Linked DNA regions of Mus musculus: region 2 is linked to region 1. The links are chromatin contacts, called in public promoter capture Hi-C maps. All regions are on one chromosome and are shown on one strand. The core of a region is the stretch at or near the end of the contact, and the rest is flanking DNA. Distances in the headings are between cores, read along the strand shown. Region 1 holds the start of Snx29 (sorting nexin 29). Region 2 overlaps 4930414F18Rik (a long non-coding RNA gene).

Region 1 (3,023 bases), core at 285-2,784:
GAGAGCGCTGTTTGTGTCCTCCCAGGGTGGAAGGTGGAAGATTTTAGCTGAAGCCATGTGAAACCTCTGTAGGACTTAAGACCACTGGTAAAGGGCAGCCTGCAGGTTTAGTCACCTCCCTTTCCTTTCTTTATTGGAATCAAATCCAGGATGGCACACATGTGTTCTTCCACTGAGCTACTACAGTTTCTAGCTCTTCATTATTTTCTTATTTCTGATCAAGAGCCTAAGTTCTCCAGGCTGGGTGACTCCAGCCTCATATCCAGCAGGCAAAATAGTCTTTCAACTCCATATTTAAAATAGGGCAAAACCCTGGATTTCACAGTTGCTGTGAATTTAGCTCTTGTGTTCTCTCAGCACCTACCCACCTTTCCTCTCACTGTTGCCTAGAGTCAGTTGGACAACTCTTGTAGTTCCCTTAACCCACTGACCCACTGTCATTCTCCTCAGACCCATTACAATGCATTCTCATTCTAGAAAGTTCTCTCTCTCTCTCTCTCTCTCTCTCTCTCTCTCTCTCACACACACACACACACACACACACACCCACCACAAATTCTCCCAAGTGCCTCAGGCAGTAATTCGATTCTTCTGTGAATGTTGGTATTAAAGGTGTGCATGGTCACACCAGGATTGTAAGTGAAGTTTCAAATTCTGACTGCATCACTGTGCTTTGCACTTTTATTCCCACATCCATCATCAAGAAAGTACAAACTCTCCTGCCTGCAGGGCCTTGCACGTGCTACTCCAACTACTGAACTATATCCACCACTCCGGTTTTACCACTCCGGTTTTACTTTTTATTTCGAGAGTCTTGAGAAGTTACCCAGAATGGCTTTGAATTCACCTTTTGTTTTTGTTTGTACAGAGAGTTGAAGCTTGGGCCTCCTGCATGCAAGGCATGTGCCCTCTCTACCAAACTTTTTTTTTTTTTTTTTTTTTTTTTCGAGTCAGGGTTTCTCTGTATAGCCCTGGCTGTCCTGCAACTCACTTTGTAGACCAGGCTGGCCTCGAACTCAGAAATCCGGGATTAAAGGCGTGCGTTACCACGCCGGCCATCCACAGCTCTTGAATTCTTGCAGCTCAGGCTCCTGACTTATCCTCTTGAATGTTGGGATTTAAAGCCTGTACCACCAGGCCCTGCAGGCCCATTACTCTTTTTTTCTCTCTTCTCTTTGAGACAGTCTCAAGCAGCCCCATCTAGCCTCGAAATCATTGAGTAGTTCAAGGTTGACCTTGAACTTCTGATCCACCTGCCTTCCCCCGAGTGCTGGTTTGACGGACATGCAACACACTACTCCAAGCTCTCGGTACGCGTATATCGCATCCTTGTCCGAACTTCAGTCTAAATGGATGTCTTTTTCTTGGCTCGGGGATTGGGAGGCATTGATTTTGTGAGGTGCCGGTTCTCTTCCCTGCTACCCTGGGGCGTCGATTTGCCCGAGTATTTTGGTTCCGGGTCGGGAGGCGGGCCCTAGGAGAGTCACTGCTTCCGGGGCGGGGCCAGCGGGCGGGGCGCGCGTTCTCCCGGCCTGTGTGGAGCTCGGCGGCTGCAGACGCGGCGGCGGCGGCAAGGCAGGCGGCGGCCCCGGGAGCAGCAACATGAGCGGTGAGTGGCGGCCCCGCTGCTGTCACCCGCCCCGTAGCGCCACTGCAGCCGCACGCTCCGGGCCCGGTGTGCTCACACGCTGCAGACCCCCGCGGGGTCGCTCGCAGGCTCGGAGCCCTGGCCCGGAGTCTCCTGCACCGCTCCCACTATCCCGGGGCTGGCGCTCCTGTCCCTCTGCCTCACCAGTGACAGCCAACTCCTAGAGCAGAGCTTGCTCCCAATTCCCTCCCAGACAGCCGATCCCTTTGACAGGTTTCCGCACCCCGGATTCTCAGATCTCTGGTACTTGCCTTAGTCCCTCTTTCTCCCGTGACCCTCCTGGGACTCAGCTCCAGTTACCAGCCCCTGGTTTTTAGTTATTCTCTGTTCCAGGTCTCTTCCACCCAGTGACTCCTCTTTCTCCAAAGGCAAAGAGCATCTCTAGACACCCCTGTCACACACAGCAAACCAGAGCGACAGCTCCGGGTCCCCAGAGGTCTCAGTGTTAGGACAGCTTTGTCTTCTTCCCTCCTCTTCCCTGCACCTGTGTCCCCAGAGCTGGCCAGTTAGCCTCGCAGCGTCCCTCTCCCGGTTGTGCCTTTTGTATTTGGGCTGTTAGTTCATGCTTCAGTTCTCTCCATGTCTTCCTCTAGCTCATCGTTTGAAGTCTCCGGTTGTGTCCTGAAGCCCTTTCCTTCTTGCCCAATGCTGAACCTAAATGGGGCTCAAGCGTTGCCCAAGCCAATACCACCAGCAGGGAGGTGGAGCGGGTGGGGAGTCTGGAAGTGAGAGGCAGGTGCTTGTGACGGCTTGTGCTCAGTGATACCGAAGTTTAGTCCCTTTGTCGGAGTCTGTGTCTTCAAGCCTCCCTCTGAAGAGTCCTGATGATGTTTTGATGTTTTGGTGCTAAGTCATTCCTGGGTGTTGCGCGTGGAGATGGGAGTGACTCAGGGAAGGCTTGTGTTGGCTGTTGATTCTCCTGCTGGACTCAGGGATCTGGATTCCCTTAGGAGGACCCGCCTACCCTCGTAGTTTCTGTTTTTTCTTACTGTGCAGCTGGATTTTCGTCTCTGCACCCAGTCTCTAGACTTGCACTCAGGTGTTTCATGGAGCGGAGAGGGTGCTAGGGCAAAGGAGCAAAGGGCAGTCTTAATTTTTTGTTTTTTAAATTATTTCTGTGCATCTTTAAAAAAACGTTAGATGCTTTTTGTTGCTCAAGAGCAAAGTTTATGGAACTGTGGTCTTATTGAGGGGACTAATGGAGGGGTTTTTACAGTTTACGTTCATCTGCCAAAGCAAATTACTGGGTCTAACTTAACACTAATGTTAACAAAAACGTGTGTGCCAGCATCCACCAAAAGGTGATGGAGCCCAATGTACTGGGTTCAAATCCTGGCTCTACCACATAAAGCAATATGCTTTTTTTTTTTTTTTT
Region 2 (2,700 bases), core at 179-2,678, 1.5 Mb after region 1:
GTAGATAGACTGATGACAAGGAGATAGATTTTATTTAATATTTATTTTTATATATTTTATAAATTTACATATATTAATATGTTATTACATTTTATATATTATGTTTTATATTAAATTATTATATATTACATTATATTGCTTACATAATGCATCACATATTTTATATAACATAAAATATATACCATATTATATAGTATATATCAACATTATATAATTATAAATTATATTATATTTCATATTTTATATAATATAAAGTATATTGCATATTATATAATATGGACTATAAATATAATACATTATATATATATATATACATATATATATATATACCCAACCATAGAAGAAAAATGCATAATAAAAACATCTTTGCTAGTCTTCATAAGAACACTGCAGGAAACAATTGTATTTGTTTGGTTGATTGGATTTGGGTTTTTGAGACAGGTAGTGTGGCTGTCCTGGAGCTTGCCACATAAACCAGGCTGGCCTAGACGTCTCAGAGATACCTCTGACCCTGCTTCTGGAGTGCCGGGATTAAAACCATACAGCAGCGTGCCCAACAGAGCAGTTAATCCTGAGTCTGAGGGATGTTACATAATATTTGTCTCCAGGTACTCAGTTTAAACATAAACGAAATGTTGAAAATGATGATGGTGGTGGTTATGGGTTACAGTGACACTGGTGATGATGGTGGTGGTGGTCATCCTGATTATGATGATGGGGATGGTGCTGGTAAGGGTAATAATTATGGGATATTGATCACTAGTCACAACAATTATTTTATCATCTATATGAGTTTGGAGAGGTGGTTCAACAAGTAAAAATACTCAGTGCTAAGTCTGACCACCTAAGCTCATCCCTGAAATAAGCATCTTAGAATAAAAGTGACTTCCAGGAGTTCTCCTCTGACTTCCACACAAGCAAGCACCAAGGAAAGCCACCCCCCCAAGCCCTTCCTCCCTCCCTTCTTCCCTCACATAGTAAATAAAAATGCAAGAAAAATACTAGAATATCAGTGTGCTGGACATTGCAGTTGCAGTTCTTATATGTATATATTATGTCATCAGCACAATAACACAACTTTAACTGACACTCTCTAAAATGAGGAGCTAGAAGACCAGAACACTCATTCTGCATAGCACAAGCCACAAAGACAGAAATGCTGGTGAAAAGGTCAGCTTAGGAACTTGGGGAAGGTCATGAAATACTTGCCCCCCTGGAAGAGAGAGGCTAATTAACATTTCTCAGAAAACAGGGCAGGAACCAACCTGCAGGTGGGAACACATTCCTCAGGACTGACTGTTGTCCACCTTCAGACAAAAGAAGTCCTTGTCACCTCATTCCCTAAAGACCAGTCAGTTTAAAGGGTTCACTGTTCCGACAATCATATTGTGCATAGTTGCTGATGCTCTATTCTGCCCCTGGAAACCATATAAAAACTTGCCAAACGAGTGCTTGTGGTCACTGCCTCTCTTATGGGTCTGGAACAAACCCTGTGCACTAGAACAATAAATTCTTCTTGCTTTTTGCATCAATCCTGGCTCTGTGTGGTTCACTCAGGGGATCCCCAGTAAGCTAAGGCACCCCGGAGTCTTACACTGGCTACTTCTGTCTGTATCAAGAACCCACAGTACCCCATTGCCTAGTAGCATAGCATACCTTGCCTTTATTCATATGGCCTTTTAAATTTTTAATCAGCATTGAACCCCAACCTCATCAGCTCTGTGATTCTTTCAGATAGCTATTGAGAGCTCTATGAGATTTTTAGTACCCTTCTGATTTTATGGTTGCCCACAAAAGCCACAACTACGGAACATCAGAAAGACTGTGCTGTGAAATATCTCCTGGGTATTATATTTTAAGACTCAAGTAAATAACAGCCTCTTTTAAGATGTAAATAACACTGAAAATTTTAAGCCTATTAGAAAGTCACAGCTCAGATAATTCATTTAACCATTAATAGTGTACTCAGTGGGAATGTGACTGTCACCAATGAGCCAGGGCCTTCTTTGCATTTAGCTTGGAACACTGCAAAAGAGAAAGGGGAAATTTTTTTCCCAATTGTTGACTAGGTCTGGGTTTGTGGAAAAATCATAAGAATAAGGCAAAATTAGTTACTATGCATTTATCAAAACTAATCAACCAGTATTGGTAGAGTAATATGAGCAATGATTTGTTTATAGTTAATTCAGGTTTGGAGTTATGCCTTTATTATGTTAGGGTTTTGTCTTTTACTGTTTATTGTAATGCTAAGTGCTAGCGTCTGAGATTTGAAGTCTGCAAGTAGCCTACAGGGCCCTGCCCCCAGTTAATTCTGATTGGTAAATAAAGATGCCAGCAGCCAACAGCTGGGTAGAGGAGACTAGGCAGGTTTAGGTTCCCCAGACTTGATAACAGGAGGAAGGATCAGGGGACACAGAAGCCATTATGGAGTAAGAACTGCAGGAGAGAAGCAAGGAAAGCACCCTGGGCTCTGGGCCAAGAGACCATGGTCCAGAGGGCTGACCAATTGCAATTCAGAGCAGCCCAGATGAAACACAGTAAGTAATAATAGGGTTATAGATAGAAGGTAGATTCTAATAACATGGAGGGTAGGCAGCTGCCCAGCTATTGAGCCACTTAAGGCATATTAAAATATAAAGTTTGTGTTTGTATGTGTTCTTCATTCCGGGAGCATAAATGGTCAAAGGCAGGAAGGAACCT

The links. Promoter capture Hi-C pulls out the DNA fragments that hold promoters and counts their contacts.
Region 2: a promoter capture Hi-C map of embryonic stem cells shows a contact between it and region 1, with 3 times the contacts expected there. The contact joins the enhancer-like site here to the promoter of Snx29 in region 1. A contact is called at or near these places in 4 of 39 promoter capture datasets (embryonic stem cells, hippocampal neurons and stem cell-derived epiblast-like cells) and 1 of 115 datasets of contacts at active chromatin or transcription factors (embryonic stem cells).

The regions. Positions count from the first base shown.
Region 1 is chr16:11,321,370-11,324,392 of GRCm38.p6, forward strand. It overlaps Snx29 (sorting nexin 29), which reads left to right and starts at 1,535. Exons shown (of 21, transcript NM_028964.4): 1 at 1,535-1,609. The coding sequence starts at 1,603.
Region 2 is chr16:12,774,788-12,777,487 of GRCm38.p6, forward strand. All of the region lies in intron 1 of 4930414F18Rik (a long non-coding RNA gene), which reads right to left. Among named protein-coding and RNA genes, the nearest start is that of 1700003L19Rik, 35 kb to the right of the region's middle. Within about 2 kb of position 1,429, at least 6 of the 459 cell types and tissues checked have an H3K27ac peak or open chromatin away from gene starts, as enhancers often do. A contact at or near this core is called in embryonic stem cells, where this site is marked.